Linked DNA regions of Macaca mulatta: region 2 is linked to region 1. A link is a contact called in public Hi-C data. All regions are on one chromosome and are shown on one strand. Each heading gives the region's core, a stretch centred on a gene start, on an enhancer-like site or on the middle of the called end of the contact. The rest is flanking DNA. Distances are from core to core; before and after follow the strand shown. Region 1 holds the start of PRSS36 (serine protease 36). Region 2 holds the start of ZNF267 (zinc finger protein 267).

The links. A called contact is a pair of places that touch in the nucleus more often than the background predicts.
Region 2: a contact with region 1 is called in a Hi-C map of cortical neurons, with 6 times the contacts expected there. The contact joins the promoter of ZNF267 here to the promoter of PRSS36 in region 1. A contact is called at or near these places in 2 of 14 Hi-C or Micro-C datasets (cortical neurons and fetal cortical plate).

Annotation. Positions count from the first base shown.
Region 1 is chr20:29,823,317-29,826,309 of T2T-MMU8v2.0, reverse strand. PRSS36 (serine protease 36) reads left to right here and starts at 1,497. Exons shown (of 17, transcript XM_077985917.1): 1 at 1,497-2,002. FUS (FUS RNA binding protein) reads right to left here and starts at 1,975. Exons shown (of 14, transcript XM_077985930.1): 1 at 1,887-1,975. The coding sequence starts at 1,899.
Region 2 is chr20:30,510,204-30,513,196 of T2T-MMU8v2.0, reverse strand. It overlaps ZNF267 (zinc finger protein 267), which reads right to left and starts at 1,375. Exons shown (of 4, transcript NM_001278474.1): 1 at 1,195-1,375. The coding sequence starts at 1,197.

The sequences.
Region 1 (2,993 bases), core at 248-2,747:
TGGGAGGCTGAAGCAGAAGAATCGCTTGAACCCGTGAGACAGAGGTTGCAGATCGCGCCACTGCACTCCAGCGTGGGCGACAGAGCGAGACTCCGTCTCAAAAAAAAAAAAAAAAAAAAAAAAAGCATCACGTTTCAATAAAGGGCATAAAATTCCCCCATTGAGACACTGGTTGAGAAGAGTAGCAAACTGGCCTATCAGCCAAGTGTTCTTACAAAAAAGAAAAAGTGAAGAAAATGCAAGTTTCTACAGAGTCCCAGAAGCCTTAACCGTTGGAAAAACCAAGGTCTTGGTGGACAGCCACAACTTTCTGCAAGACCAATTCATGTCAGTGATTGCTCTAAAACATCGCGCATTCGCTTCATCCACTCTATGACAAAGCCATTATTGCCAGGAGTCAAAACAGACTAACTCGCTCCCAAAGTCGTAGAGCTACCAAGTAGCACAGGTTTGAATTCGAGCAGTGTTCAGATTGTGGCCTCTACTCTCTCAGCCCAGACCCACAGAAGAATGTCTCAAAAAAGGCCATTCTTCACTCTTTGACCAATTCCGGAGAAGTAGTGGGCTTTTTAGTGCAAAGCCAGAGAATCAAGAGCCCTTGGACCCCAAATGACAGAGATCATCCAAGTGCTCGCCTTAAGAGGCCAAAGTCAACAGGTACTCGAGTCCCCAGCCGTGGGGCTCCAGATGGTTCTGTTTTCTCATCTACCCTGCCTTCCCCCGGGCGAACCAAAAGCAACGAAAGCCCTTTTGAAACGCCCCACTTTAAATACACGAACAAGATCAACTCATCCTCCCAGCGCAGGAAACGCGGCGCTTCCCCCGCAGGAAAAGGGAAAGGACCAGGAGAGGGTGTGGCCTCGACGGCTGTTATTCTCCGTCCCAATCTCAGAAAAAAGAAATTTAGACCAGGAGCGGAAGCTCACGCCTGTAATCCCGACACTTCGGGAGGCCGAGAAGGGCGGATCACCTGAGGCCAGCAATTCGAGACGGGCCTGACCAACATGGTGAAACCCCGTCTTTACTAAAAAACACAAAGATTAGCCGGGCTGTGGTGGCAGGCGCCTGTAATCCCAACTACTAAGGAGGCTGAGGCAGGAGAATCACTTGAACCCAGGAGGCGGACATTGCAGCAAGCTGAGATCGCACCACTGCACTCCAGCCTGGGCGACAGAGGGAGATCTTGACTCAAAAAAAAAAAAAAAAATGGGGCGGGAAAAACTCTCGGGCCAGGTCACCGAGTCCGTTGGTGGATCCACGACCACCTCCTCCAAACCGTTAAGCCGGAGCGCGGCCCAGATACCGAGCCTCCGCCCCCAGCCGCGTGGCAACCGAGGCGGGAATGGAGCTGTCCCGCCCCTTCGCGAAAGACCAGAGGAACAAGGCTCACACCGGACGCGCGCCGCCAAGTCTTCCGCGAAGGGTCTCGCGACAAAAAGCTGAACCGACACGAGGCGGGGAAGGGGTACCCGCACCGCGAAGGGGGAGGGGCCCGCAGAGCGCGTGCGCACCGCGAGTGCCCGGATGCAGCACTGCGACAAAGCGGGCCTGAGCGCGGGGCCGGGAGTTGGGGGAGGCGAGGCCACGGAAACCGGGCATTTTCCACCCTCACCTGATGCTTCAAGCCCCTAAGAAGCGTCCCTCCCAACGACCACCCCAAGCAAACGGACTGCGAAGAGAAGACTTGCCGCCCCGCGCGCGAGGGCCAGAGGAGCGAAACAAAATGGCGACACCAGCCTCCTCCAGTTACCCCTCTCCGCGGTTTCCCGCCACAGGGGCGCGAAAGAATCCCACACAGGATCGCCACCCCGGTCCCACCGAAAATGAAAAGCCTAGGTGGGAGGCCTCGGCCCGGTACGCCGCCGCCGCCTCGCGCCCTTACCTACCGTTTGAGGCCATGTCGGCGCACGCGCGCACAGCCAAGCAAGCAACAAGATTCCAACAACGCAGAGCACCGACGCCTGGAGGACTGAGCAGCCCCGCCTCCTGCGTCGAAGCTTAAGTAGGTCCCGCCGCCTACGCACCGCGCAGGCGCGCACCAAACGCGGAAGAGCAGGGGGAGGCAGGAAAGCGCTCCGCCCCCTTCCTAGCGTAGGTAGAGGTTCCGAGCATGCAGATGGGAAACGAGTTAACTAGAATCATGCAAATACTATACATAATGATATTTTTGGGGGAAGAACCCCTCTCTCCTCGGCAGGACTAGCCCACGATCTAACTCCACCCCCATGAAGGCACAGTGGTACGGCCTGAGTGCCCGCTGGGGGCGGGGCGGGGCGGGGCCGGGCGGCTGGGGACGAAACTGGAGTCACCGCCGGGAGTCGCGGGGTGGAACCGACATTCCTGTGGCCGGGCCTCTTCGCTGGGCCCCGCTTTCACCCAGGACGGCGAGCTCCTGCCCTCCGCCCTCTTGCCGCTGTATGGGGCGCCTTGTCCCCGCGGCTCCAGCCTCCCTCGTCGTCAGCACACTGGCCCTGCGCCCTGGTGTTGACTTCGTCGTCTTTCGGGGTTGCCTTGCTTTTCGGCCTTTCTGGGGTTCGGGAATTATGACGTTTGACCTGAAAGACAGCAGGGATTTCGGCCGGGACCCCTGAGCGCCGAGCTGGTCCAGCACTGGGCTCTCACCCGGACCCTCGCGGCTTTGCCCCTGGGGAGCCGCGGGGCGGAGCAGTCCAGGCCATCCTTGGGACAAGAGAGGGTTGGCCTCAGATGAAGGGCCCCCCAGCCTTTGCTCAGGGACCTCCTTTTTATTTTTCTGAAGCCCTACCAGGGAACCAGTGGCGATCCCAGAAATAAAACGTGTACAAGGCTTAAGTGGTTTCAAAATGCACAGATAATTTCCTTCTCATCAGTCTTACGAAGGAGGTAAACATATCTCCGTTTTCTACATAAGAAAAGTGAGACTCAGAGACCCAAGTAATTGTGCCTGATTACAGGGCAGCTAAGAGGAGTCGTGATTCGAATCCAGGTCTTGTAACTGCAAAACCTCTTTTTGG
Region 2 (2,993 bases), core at 126-2,625, 690 kb before region 1:
GTGCAAAACCTCAAGTCAAAAGACATTCTTTCTGATAACGTATCTGTGCCTAGGGAAGATGAATGAAAAAGAGGCACAAAGATTTTTTTGCAGTGGAGTGTCAGGGACTTTTTTATTCTCTCTTTCCTCTCATGTGAAATGTATACCAAAATAACACAAATCTTTAAAAAAGTGTCATCCACTGCTCTGTGAAATCATGATTAATGAATAAAATACTCTATATGAAATGTACAGTAAATGACCAGTAGTTAATAATGTTGTGAATTGGAGAGGGGAAGTTAGCCTTTGGAAATGTCGGGAAGGAACTGGAAATTTAATATTTTACTGCAAGCCCCGTTAGACTGGGAGAACACAGTGGTGGATTTGAAACTCTGCGTGCCACACACGTTAGGAAACCGCAGGGGAAAACCAGTTCCCCTGGGCAGTGTTAAGATGATTAACGAGCAGGCGATTATACGGAAGTAGTTATAGTGCCCCAGGTTTCTAGGAAGAAAAACCAAAACCAAACTCACATGCATTTCTTGTAAATTACAACTTTAGGGGAAAACAAAATTCAGACTTAACGAACCACAAAGCTCCAATTCACCTCCACCTGCATAGTCTAAATAAGGCAACTACAGAACTGTAACCCATCGGTTAATTTGGTCCGCTTACTCATGCACCTTATAAAAAACATTTCCTTCAAGCCCCTGTGGGGACCTCCGAACCACAAACCAGGACTGCAGGTTTCCCACGTCACAAATCGCTATTTGCTCAAATTCTTCAACGTTTTAACAGTGACTCCCTTTAATTCTTAATAGGAGAAAGGAGTGACTGAGGACCCCACGGGGCAGTTTCTCCCCACACACGAACCACACACCGAACCTGGGTCTCCCCTGAGACGCTCCCGTCCTCACCGCACAATCTGGGGGAGACGGGGGGCTGCGGCGCGGAGCCGCCCAGAGAGGGCTCTGGCCAGGGCCGAGGTCGCTCTGCGGGGTCGGGACGGGACGGGACAGGACGCGAGGGGTCCCGGCTGCCGGCCTGGCGGCCATCTTGCAGCGGAGGAGACCGAGGGCCGAGCTGCGCCCGCTGGGACTCGGGGACCAGACCCCGGAGCTGACTGCGGGGAGGCCCGGGTGCCCCTACAGCGGGTTCTGGCCGCTTCCGACCACCCCCTTCCCCACTCTGGGGACCCCCGACCCCCACACTCACCATTTCCCAGCTTCCGGGATGCTCTGGCGTCTTAGCTACGGATCTCCCAGTGCCTGCAGGTCACAGAACAACAGAGACTGTTTATTCTCAGAACGTGAAGCTGCCTGGGCCTCCCAGAACTAAAGACTCAAGGCCGTGATGAGGAGACCCGACCTCTAACTGGAGCCGACAAAGGCCCCCGCCAAATCCCGGAAGCCGCCCCTGCTCTCCGGCTTCACTCCTGATTGGATGGTTTCCATTCCAGCGCCTCTGATTGGATAAAGCTCCATGCCCCGCCCCCTCACTACTAGTGGGTTTTTTTATTTTTATTTTTTATTTTTTTGAAAGGGAGACTGGCTCATTGAGGTGGGGCCGCCTGCCGCGGGTATTACAGCTAATTAAGGGGTGAGCTGCGACTTGAAATGCACTTGATCTTTCCCTTACCTGGTTCTGCTTGTATAAGACATCTTATTAGCTAATTAAGAAGTACATTTAGACACCTTTAAAGCAAGAAAGACCCTCATCCCGTACCACACTGTACCCCACTGCTAACGCCACCGTGGGAGGGGGCCCCTCAGCTGGGAACAGAAGACTGTACACTTCATTCACGTGTTTTCAATTAGGCCTTTGCATGATACATACACTGAACCAGTACAAAAGCATCTTATAGGGGCATGCAGGCTGGGGTCCCAGGAGGATGTTGCGGGCAGTGGTGGAACGTGGAAGAGGGGCTGGCCTCTTCTTCTAATCTACAACTCTGTCCCCGTCTCCTGGAGTCTGCATCACTGGCAAGGGGCCCGCTGACTGTCCGTCTGTCTCTCCTTCTCAATCCCTTCAAGCTCAGGGAAGAAGGGTCCTTGGCAGCGACAGGGCTGGGAGCTCAGTTCCTCTGGGCCCTGCTGGCTCAGGCTCAGTGGCCATGGACTCCTCCTCTGGTTTTTGTTTTTGTTTTGAGACAGGGTCTCACTCTATTGCCCACGCTGGTGCAGTGTGCAATCATGACTCACTGCAGCCTCCCGGGCTCAAGCAATCTTCCCACCTCAGCCACCTGAGTAGCTGGAACTACAGGAACATGCGACCATGCCCGGCTGATTTTTGTATTTTTTGTAGAGATAAGGTTTCACCATGTTGCCCAGGCTCGTCTCGATCTCCTGAGCTCAAGCGATCCTTCCACCTTAGCCTCCCAAGTAGCTGGGGCTACAGGTTACTAGTCAGTTCTCCAACTCCTGAGCTCAAGTATTCTGTCCGCCTTGACCTGCCAGAATGCCCTATCCCTGTTTTTCTGGAGTCTTGGAGCTAGTGGCGCTGCAGCACCTCTGCTTTCAGATTCTCCTAGTCTTCCCGCTGAGTAGAAGGTGGGAGAGGAGGTGGGTGTCAGACTGGGCCAGGGCCCTAGGCCCCCATCTAGCTTGGTTAAACTCCCAGTTGGGACAGTTTAGGCGCTGTGCCTTATTCAGTGAGACGCGTGGAACAAATACTTCCCTCCCCAAAGCAGAAAGATCCCTGATTGCTGACAATCAGGATTCTATGTGCTTGACTCGGCCTGGGGCCCTGCTGCCTCTCACCCTCACACCCAGTTCCAATTGCTGCACTCTGTGGCCTCCCTGCCACCAGATTAGGTGTAGATAATGGGTATGGGGTGGGGCTGCTGACACCACTGGCTGACCAAACCCCTTTCCCACACTGAAGGGAGAAAAGGCAGGAGGTTAGGAGCTCCCAAAGGCAGCACTGCTTGTGATAGCACCGCGGGAGTCCTTAGGGCCTACTAAGGGGCTGGACTGAAACTCAGGATCAACTTTGTCTGACTCCAAAGACCATGC